Regions from separate parts of the Macaca mulatta genome. Here regions 2 and 3 are each linked to region 1. Evidence: chromatin contacts called from public Hi-C data. All regions are on one chromosome and are shown on one strand. The core of a region is the stretch at or near the end of the contact, and the rest is flanking DNA. Distances in the headings are between cores, read along the strand shown. Region 1 has its middle 27 kb from the start of SC5D. Region 2 overlaps SORL1 (sortilin related receptor 1). Region 3 holds the start of SORL1 (sortilin related receptor 1).

Region 1 (2,933 bases), core at 248-2,747:
AGTTCGAAACATTGGATTCCGCATAATGACGTTGAGCCAAGGAAATGATAAGCTTTCCTGTGCCCGCCCCACCCCCCAGGGTGGCATGAATATGAGTATGATTTATTTATTCTGTCGCATTTCTTCAAACATCATTGACTCTATTTGTGTCTATTCTTACTGGATTATGCTGTGATATTTAGGATGCACTTAAAATGGACATCAAAGAAAGCACTTGCTTATTCCCGGCATTTAATATGAGCATCTAATTAAGTTCAGGTTATTGTGTTAACTATTGTTCAAATCCATAGAGTTTATTAAACTACCTAATTTTCATATAATTCTACTGCAATTAGTGGTTATGTATTCATTCAACTGCTCAGATGAAACACATTAAATCTGGATACGGAGAGTGAATTGTTTTCATTTACCTAACTGTTAGACTTGATCATAAATGTTTATTAGAGTAAGATACACAGTTTTTGTTTGAATTCATGTCTTTAGTGCATCCACCATCGATTGCTGTAGACAGAATTTGCACGGTGTTTACCTTCATAAGTGTCTTGACCATCAATTACTTTTGCCTAAGTTTGTTTTTTTAAAAACACATTTTAGGGATTCTCTATCCTTCTCCTGATTTCATGAATACTTTTTAAAAACTTCCTCTTTGGGCTGGGTGCAGTGGCTCATGCCTGTAATCCTAGCACTTTGTGAGGCCGAGGCGGGCGGATTACCTGAGGTCAGGAGTTCGAGACCAGCCTGGCCAATACAGAAAAGCCCCATCTCTACTAAAAACACAAAAAATTAGTTGGCTGTGGTGGCGTGTGCCTGTAATCCCAGCTACTCAGGAGGCTGAGGCAGGAGAATCACTTGAACCAGGGAGGCAGAGATTGCAGTGAACTGAGGTCACACCATTGCACTCCAGCCTGGGCACCAAGAGTGAAACTCTGCCTTAAAAAACAAAAAAACAAAAACAAACAAACAAAAAAAACCACACACACACAAACAAAAAAACCTTCCTCTTTGAGAGGAATTTTAAACTTTTGCAATGGGTATGGAGAAAAATGTAGTCCCTAGTACCTTTTATCCTCACAGAGAGAATGAGAACTGCCAGACAGGAACACTCTCAAACCATTGCCACTGAACCCAGAAATGCACAGAAATGTAGAAGCCCATCCCTCCTCCAAACAAAGCCACTGCTCTCTGTGTGCTCTGAATCACAGCCTCTCCAGCCTTCTTGATAACCTTCATCTGAGACTTCCATCCTCCCACTCAACTTGCCACTTCCTTCAGTACTTAAATATCCTCCAAATTTCTCGTATTTATATAACACCTCCCACCTTGACCCAATGCCCTATTATCGACTATTGGCTCTATCTGTCCCCACATTTGGAACTGTACTTCCAGAAGACCATCTCCATTCCTTTACAACCAGTCATTGTATTTCTTCGCCATAGTCTGGCTTCTGCTGCCACCACTCTACTGAAGCTGGTTTTATCAAGCTTACCCATCGCCTCCCTGTGTTAAATGCATTAGATGCTCCTCAGTCCTTAGTTTCCTTGGCTTCTTGGTGACATTTGTCATCACTGACTTTCCTTCTTTTGGAAGCAGTCTCTCCCCTTGGTTCCTGCAAAGCAACCTTCTCCTAGTTAGTCTCATATCTCTGGCTCCTTCTCAGTTTATTACTTGCTCCTCTTCTTCTTGACTTTTCCATATTCCTTAGGATTCCATCTTTGTCCCTTTTATCACTCGACACACTCTCTCTGGGCCATGTCTTCATGGCTTTTGTTCACATCTATACCTGCTAACTCCCAAATCTGTATCTCCCTGGCACCCATCCATTCACACAGCAGTATTTCTCATGTACAAACCTGATTGCATCACCTCACAGAATATCCTTTTCAGTGTCTTCCCATTGCGTTTATGATCAAACCAACTTTCTTTGCAGGAACAACAAAGCCTTCCAGGATCTGGCCGCACCTTGCTCTCCAGCCTCTATCTCTTTCCAGTCTTCTAGAATTCTACATTCCAGCCATGCTGGACCTCCTTCAGTGTCTTGAATGGTCCATGCTCTTCCCACTCTTAACCTTCCTTCAACCAACTATTTCTACCCAGAACCCTCTTCTACTGGCCTTCCTACCTGTCACTTTCAGACATCTGGTTAAGCATTGCGTCCTTTTGGGAGAATTTTCTCTAGGGTATGTTACCTCCTGCAAACTTACTATCTCATAGCACTTCCACAGATTTCCTATCGAAATGTCCACTATTGATATTCCTTCTTAACTATTTACTGCTTTATCCTACCTTCTAGCATAACACCTGTTATACATCAGGTAATCAAAATTATTTGTTGAAAGAATTTACCTAAATGATAATAGCATTATCTGAGGATTCATGTTTTGAGAATTTTCACATCCCTTCAGGGGGGTCACCCTTGGGTATTCTCCCATTTGCTAATCACCCGCTGCTTCCAAACCAGCCTGCTCATTCATAACAGTTGGGCTCTTCCATGAAATTGTGGAGGAAAAGGCTGCAACACCCAGGCAGCTGTGCTGATCTCCAGGTGTAGGATACAGTGTGAGTTTCATTGAAAAGGTGTCTAACATCTGATTCAAACAACTCCTGGCTGTTTTATCTTCAGACCGGCTGAGTAGTTTGTACATATACTCTGAAACCTGCTTTGAATATTATGATTAATAGATGATCACAAACATTGTCCTTTTTTTTTTTTCTTTTTTTTTTTTTGAGATGGAGTCCCACTCTGTGCTCCAGGCTGGAGTGTAGTGATGTGATCTCGACTCACTGCAACCTCCACCTCCCAAGTAGCTGATTACAGGCATGTGCCACCACACTCAGCTAATTTTTGTATTTTTAGTAGAAACGGGGTTTCACCATGTTGGCCAGGCTGGTCTCAAACTCCTGACCTCAAGTGATCCACCCACCTGGGCCTCCCA
Region 2 (2,933 bases), core at 239-2,738, 210 kb before region 1:
TCTCAGAGGAGACTCAAGGCAGAAGCTGAAACAAATAACAGTCAACTCCTAGATATCTGTGCTAATCAGGGAGAGAAAGACACGCATAACTTAAAAGAACATCAACAACAACAACAAAAAAACCACTAATGTTTACTTCGAGCAATGCTTCAATTTCTGTCCCCACTACCACCTATTTGAGTTACCAATGCTACTTTACTTGGCTTTCCTCCCTAAAGATGGGTAAAATCAGAGCAGAAAGCCCTCTTTCAAACAACCCCCTCCTCCCAGCCTCTCTCTCTGCATCTGGCTCAGAAACATCACAGAGCAACAGTGGGCACAGGCAGCTCCTGATCAGTGTCCCACTCGCCTTTGCATCCTTGGTATCTAGCACAGCATCTGCTTCATTGTAGATGTTCGACAGCTGTCTGTGTAATTGACCTGAAATGATTCCTAACAGAAATATGCTCAAGTTCCAGTGTGGGCATTAACTCCTGACTAATCTCTTATTCCCTCATGTGAAAACTAAGGAAAGTGGATTAGGTCATCTCTGGTGTCTCCTGGGTACCACCAGGTTGCACACATCCAGGGAGCCTCCACTCACATCTGTGCGCCCGGGGTTGTCATTGACACGGAGCACAATGGCAGTGGTCCCCTTGGAGCTCTGCAGTTGGCACGCCAGCTAGGTCTCCTCTAGTTTTATAAATCAGTTTTAAAAAAAAAAGCAATCTTGGATGATTAAGTATGCATGACCTATTTCAATCAAATATTTGCTTAAGTGCCTGCTAACCTGTATCGAGCAGAAGTGTTTACCTACAAAGACCTTACTAACGAGTTGCAGAATTCAGGCACATCATGTAAAGGTAACTAACATAAGAAGTCAGAATATGATCAATGCCAAATTAATAGGACAGCCTATACATGCTGTGAGTCATAAAGGAAAAGAGATCTCTGTGGTTGCGGAGGCCAAACTTAGAAGGGGCCTGAAGCCCTAGCCCAGCAACAGATATCCGGTCTTGTCAGAAGCACCCTCTCCTCGTGCACAGGCATCACAGCAAATCACTACTGTAGTTTGAGAATATGAACTAACCTGAATATTATTTCTTGCTTTTTAGAGCAGCAGGAGAAGAAGCAAAATACCTCTGTGAACAACACACTGAGTAAATGCCAGGTGGCTACACAGATTTAGGCCAAGCTCAGGTTGTTATGTGGGACACATGCACCTGTCAATAGGAAGCTTGTATGTATTTTTGTATTTTCAAATGCTCTATTTGAACTATTCAAACAGACACTTCCAAAAGAAACCTATACAAATAGAGGAATGCTACAGTGTCCATAATCCCCCAAAGTCTACAACCCCCAAGTCATTTCAGAACGTCTGCGGAAGGCTTTATGATTTTCTGGCAGCGAGTTTATTTTCCTCATCATGTTTTGCTCCAGCTAGTGCAGAATGACGCTGCGTTCCCTGAGCACATATGCACCGACAGATGGTGTAAGAGGACTAGAATCACACTAACTCCTTCAGAAGAGCCAGTTTGGAATGCAAATTTAATTTTCAGAGAAGTTAAACAAGGCAAATCGAGAACTGACTCTGAAATCTGAAAACCATACAAAGAATGAAATGTATTCCTAGGAAGCCAAACTATGTCCCCTACGTGCATATTACACACATAGCAGTATACCAAACACTACAATTGTTTCCTCGCCCACCTTATGACTACAGGGTGGCATGCATCCTATTCATCTATAGATACACAGTACCTGGCACAATCGGCGCTTGCTAAACATGTGAAATGAAAATTAAATTAATGGGTATATAAATGATAGCACAAATGTGGGAAGTACTGTGCTCTGTGATGGTCGTTGTCTGAGCAAATACCTATCTGAATATGAATACAGAGTGTGGCATACAAACAGGACCTCTTCAGAGTATTGCCTCTAAAGAAACAGCTAACCAGTGCTACACAGAACAGAGAACAGCCAAGCGGAATGCCAAATACCAGTACTTTGCTTCTCTCTCCTTCTCTGAAGCCAGGTTGCTCAACACATGTCAAATTATCCACAGGGAAAAAACCAGCTGCTAAGATCTCTTTTTCCAAACCACCCACCTCTCACTTGCTGCTGGCCCTGTTTCTTTTTTTTTTTTTTTTTTTTGAGATGGAGTCTGCCTCTGTCCCCCAGGCTGGAGTGCAGTGGCGTGATCTCGGCTCACGGCAAGCTCCGCCTCCCAGGTTCACACCATTCTCCTGCCTCAGCCTCCCGAGTAACTGGGACTACAGGCGCCCGCCACCATGCCCGGCTAGTTTTTTGTATTTTTAGTAGAGACGGGGTTTCACCGTGTTAGCCAGGATGGTCTCGATCTCCTGACCTCGTGATTCGCCCACCTCGGCCTCCCAAAGTGCTGGGATTACAGGTGTGAGCCACTGTGCCCGGCCAGTTGGCCCTGTTTCTAAAAGGAGCAAAGAAAAAGAAAGCTTTGTCCTTGCAATAAACAAGATAGTTACAGAAGCCCTCTCCAGATCCTTCACCAATCCATCTAATGGGTTCAGCTCAAAAACAGGAAGAAGTGTGGTCCAGCATGAACTTGACCTAACATGAACCATTCAATAATGAGCCAAAAGAACCAGTACATACATACAGATCTGTCTATATCTGATAAAATCAGAACATAAGGGTGTAGAGGTTACAAACTCCTGACAGTTTTGCTTTTCAGAACAATATATTGCAAAGAATGTAGGATGCAATCTAAAAACCCAAGTGCTAATCCTGCCAATGTCACTAACAAAAGGAATGACCCTGGGCAAGTTACTTCGCCTTGCTGAGCCTGTTTTCTCATCTGTGCAATGATGCAGTTAACCCTAAACATCCCTTTCAGCTCTATGAGACCCCCCACCGACCTAATGCACCAAAAGTCAATGGCTATCAAGGTGTATGCATTCTGTAATTGTTACTCA
Region 3 (2,933 bases), core at 308-2,807, 130 kb before region 1:
ATAAAGACAGGGTGACTGCAATCAAGCAAAGGTCACTGAGACAATGCAGACAAAAACTAGAGAGCAGGCCACCTTCCCGGTATGACCTTGGACTAGTCACTTCACCGTTCCATGCTTCAGTTTCTTCACCAACAAAATGACACAATAGGGTGATATGTTTATAAGGTTCGTCCTGGATCCCAGGGTTGAACATTTAACTCTATATATTTCCTGAAGAAATGGCTAAAGTGAAATTAGTGAGAAAAGGCAGAACTCAGGGTAATCTTTTATTAATAATTTCTACTTTAAAAGAAACAATTTGACTCTAGAAAACAAGTGTATTTACCACCTCCTCTGGTCCTACTTTTTCTCCCCTCCCGACTTTATACTTTTGCTGATGTCAATCTTAACTGCAGAACTGGGAATCTCATGAGGCAATAACACGGTCAAATTAATTTTGCCAGTGCTGATCCTAACCTACAAACTCCATCTGCAATTCCTCGCAGTAAGTCTGACCATAAAAGTGAAATTCACGTTACTTATGATCTAATAAACCCATTGCCTGGATAGAAATAAATCACTTATAAAATAATAATGCCCACCAAATTTCCTGCAGTCATTTCAAATCTCCAAGTGCCATGAGGGGTATGCCTCTCCAAAATAAAGTTATCTTGAAGGGGGTAGGAGAGTCAGTATCTTGAAGGGTGGGAAGAAGGAATGGAGAGCATCTCATACCCTAGGCAAAAATCAGAAATTAAAAATTCAGCCCTTATACACGCACACACACCTCTTGTCTGACTGTACAGAGATAGTCGACAAGCTTTCAGGTTCGCCCACCTTATTGTGCTAATAATGCTAAGTGTGGAAACCCCCACCTCGTGCTGTTCTGTGTAAGTGTACCGCAACTGCAGGGTGCTCGCCTCCACTGCCAACTGATGGTACACTAAAGAAAGCCCGTTTTTTATCCAGATGTAAAATGAAGCTGCACCCCTCCTATACCTGCCGGAAACTACAGCGTTCTGCACACACCCTGGGGTAATACGCACTGCACCCGGCAAGGTACCTGGAATACGTTTACTAAATCGACAGGAAGAAGGAAAGATCAATGCGATTCAAGTGCTGACGGTTGTACTCGTGAAGGAAAAAAACAAATGCAAGCCGGGAAGTCCCCAGTGGTGCCTGCACCTAGGAAGCGACTGCAACGGATGGATGCAGGGGTGAGGAAGTGCAGGGAGAGGAAAAAACTGGAGGGAGGCGGGTTGCAAAACTGCTCACCTGTCCGTACACCTTGATGGGCTCGGGCTGCAGGGCAGCGCTCCGTTTCCTCCGGAGCGGCTTCTCGTCCGCGCGGCTCGCCCCCCTGGCATCCCCGCGCGCCCACAGCCGCAGCTCGCGCGGGTCGCCCTGCACCACGAGGAAGCCCCGGTCCTGGGGCAAGGGCGTGCGGCCGCCGTGCAGCCTCTGCGTCCAGACTTCGCAGAGAGCTCCGGGCGGCAGCAGCGCGACCAGGGTGAATAGGAACGGGAGTCGCGACTCCCTCCTGCTGCTCCGTGTCGCCATGTTCGGGCGAACGCTACTGCAGGTGGCGCCGCCGCCAGGAGAGAATGTGCAGCGCGAGGCCAGGAGAGCCGCTGGGCCGGGGCCGCGCGCGCCGCTCCCGGGGCTCCAGGCCGCCCGCGCCGCTCCGGGCCACCCCGCTGCGCCCGCCGCCGCTGGCGCCAGGTCCCGCTCGGTTCGGCGCGGCGCCGTCACGTGTGAGGCTCGCAGCGCGTCCCCTTAACGCACTTTCTGTGCTCGGCGGCCTCGGCGGCGACTCCGGCCCCTCCCTGGCGCGGGGATGGGGAAGTTAAGGCAGCAAGCGCCGAGGAGGGTGCGTCCCCTTCCCTGGCGGGCACACCTCCTTGTTCTCCCTGCTGGAATGAAGAGTTGCGCGGGGCTCGCTCGTTTTCTCTGGAGTTAATTGCCTCCTATACAGGGTCGTGTCGAGGTCGTCCTAAACTGTGGCCACTTTTCTGAGTGCACAGCCCTCAGTCCCGTCACAAGACCACCTCCCCCCGGCCCCGGCCTCATCCCCACCTCCATGGGAGAGCCCAGAGCCACAGAATTAGCTCCTAGAACGCAACCAACAAGTCAGAGTCCAGATGAACCCGCTCCAGTGGGAAACTCAGTTTTTCATCTACTCTGGCCACCAAAACGTATTTGCAGGGGCCACAGCAAAAACCACCCTTTATCAAGCTACGTGCCCCCGCCTGAAGCACAGCAAATAAACATTCTGCACAGAGGCAGTAAAACCAAGGGTACATCTGACAAAGAATGCACCACACCTGGACAATTATTACACAGCTATACAGGGTGTGCTTGCACGCATGCATGAATACCTGTGCGTGGCACAGGGCCCCAGCGGCGGCTTGCTTATGATCCCTCCAAGGTGACCAAGCACTGAGCCACCCTGCCTCAGCAGTAAAATAGACACATTTACCAGTCCCTTCAACCCACAGCCAGGAGCTAGGCAAACACCCACAGAGGAGGGAGGACACACTTTAGATTAACCCTACATTCAGCTTGAAGAGCCAAACTCTGTGAACCTCAGGAGATAAAACTTCTGCCATGGAACTGCTAAGGTACGCCCAAGGAAAATATTTTTTTTGCAGGTTAGTGGGAGCAGCCGAGGTCTATGTACTACTGCAACCTTTCCTATTTCATTTTATGTTTCACTGCCCTCTGGACTCAGATCCTGGTTTTTGATAAGAATAAAGACACAGCAAGCAGGGCTGAAAGGGAGACTACCCCTATAGTTGCATACAAGCTGCTGTTCAGGGGAAGGACGGGATGGTCAGTTCAGTTTTCCAACAATGTTCCTCATCTCCAACAAGCCACGGTAGCCTGATTCCTACGCCCGCCCACTCTAGTGCTTTTCAGTCAGCTTACCAAAGCCCCCTCCTCTACCCAGGACT

What was found. A called contact is a pair of places that touch in the nucleus more often than the background predicts.
Region 2: a contact with region 1 is called in a Hi-C map of cortical neurons, with 3 times the contacts expected there. The contact joins two enhancer-like sites. A contact is called at or near these places in 4 of 14 Hi-C or Micro-C datasets (cortical neurons, fetal cortical plate, fibroblasts and 1 more).
Region 3: a contact with region 1 is called in a Hi-C map of fetal cortical plate, with 2.0 times the contacts expected there. The contact joins the promoter of SORL1 here to the enhancer-like site in region 1. A contact is called at or near these places in 4 of 14 Hi-C or Micro-C datasets (blood, fetal cortex germinal zone, fetal cortical plate and 1 more).

The regions. Positions count from the first base shown.
Region 1 is chr14:121,993,710-121,996,642 of T2T-MMU8v2.0, reverse strand. No RefSeq gene overlaps it. Among named protein-coding and RNA genes, the nearest start is that of SC5D, 27 kb to the right of the region's middle. Within about 2 kb of position 1,497, at least 4 of the 40 cell types and tissues checked have an H3K27ac peak or open chromatin away from gene starts, as enhancers often do. A contact at or near this core is called in cortical neurons and fetal cortical plate, where this site is marked.
Region 2 is chr14:122,207,831-122,210,763 of T2T-MMU8v2.0, reverse strand. The region is part of intron 12 of SORL1 (sortilin related receptor 1); the gene reads right to left. Among named protein-coding and RNA genes, the nearest start is that of SORL1, 82 kb to the right of the region's middle. Within about 2 kb of position 1,488, at least 8 of the 40 cell types and tissues checked have an H3K27ac peak or open chromatin away from gene starts, as enhancers often do. A contact at or near this core is called in cortical neurons and fetal cortical plate, where this site is marked.
Region 3 is chr14:122,125,909-122,128,841 of T2T-MMU8v2.0, reverse strand. It overlaps SORL1 (sortilin related receptor 1), which reads right to left and starts at 1,557. Exons shown (of 48, transcript XM_015115975.3): 1 at 1,255-1,557. The coding sequence starts at 1,539.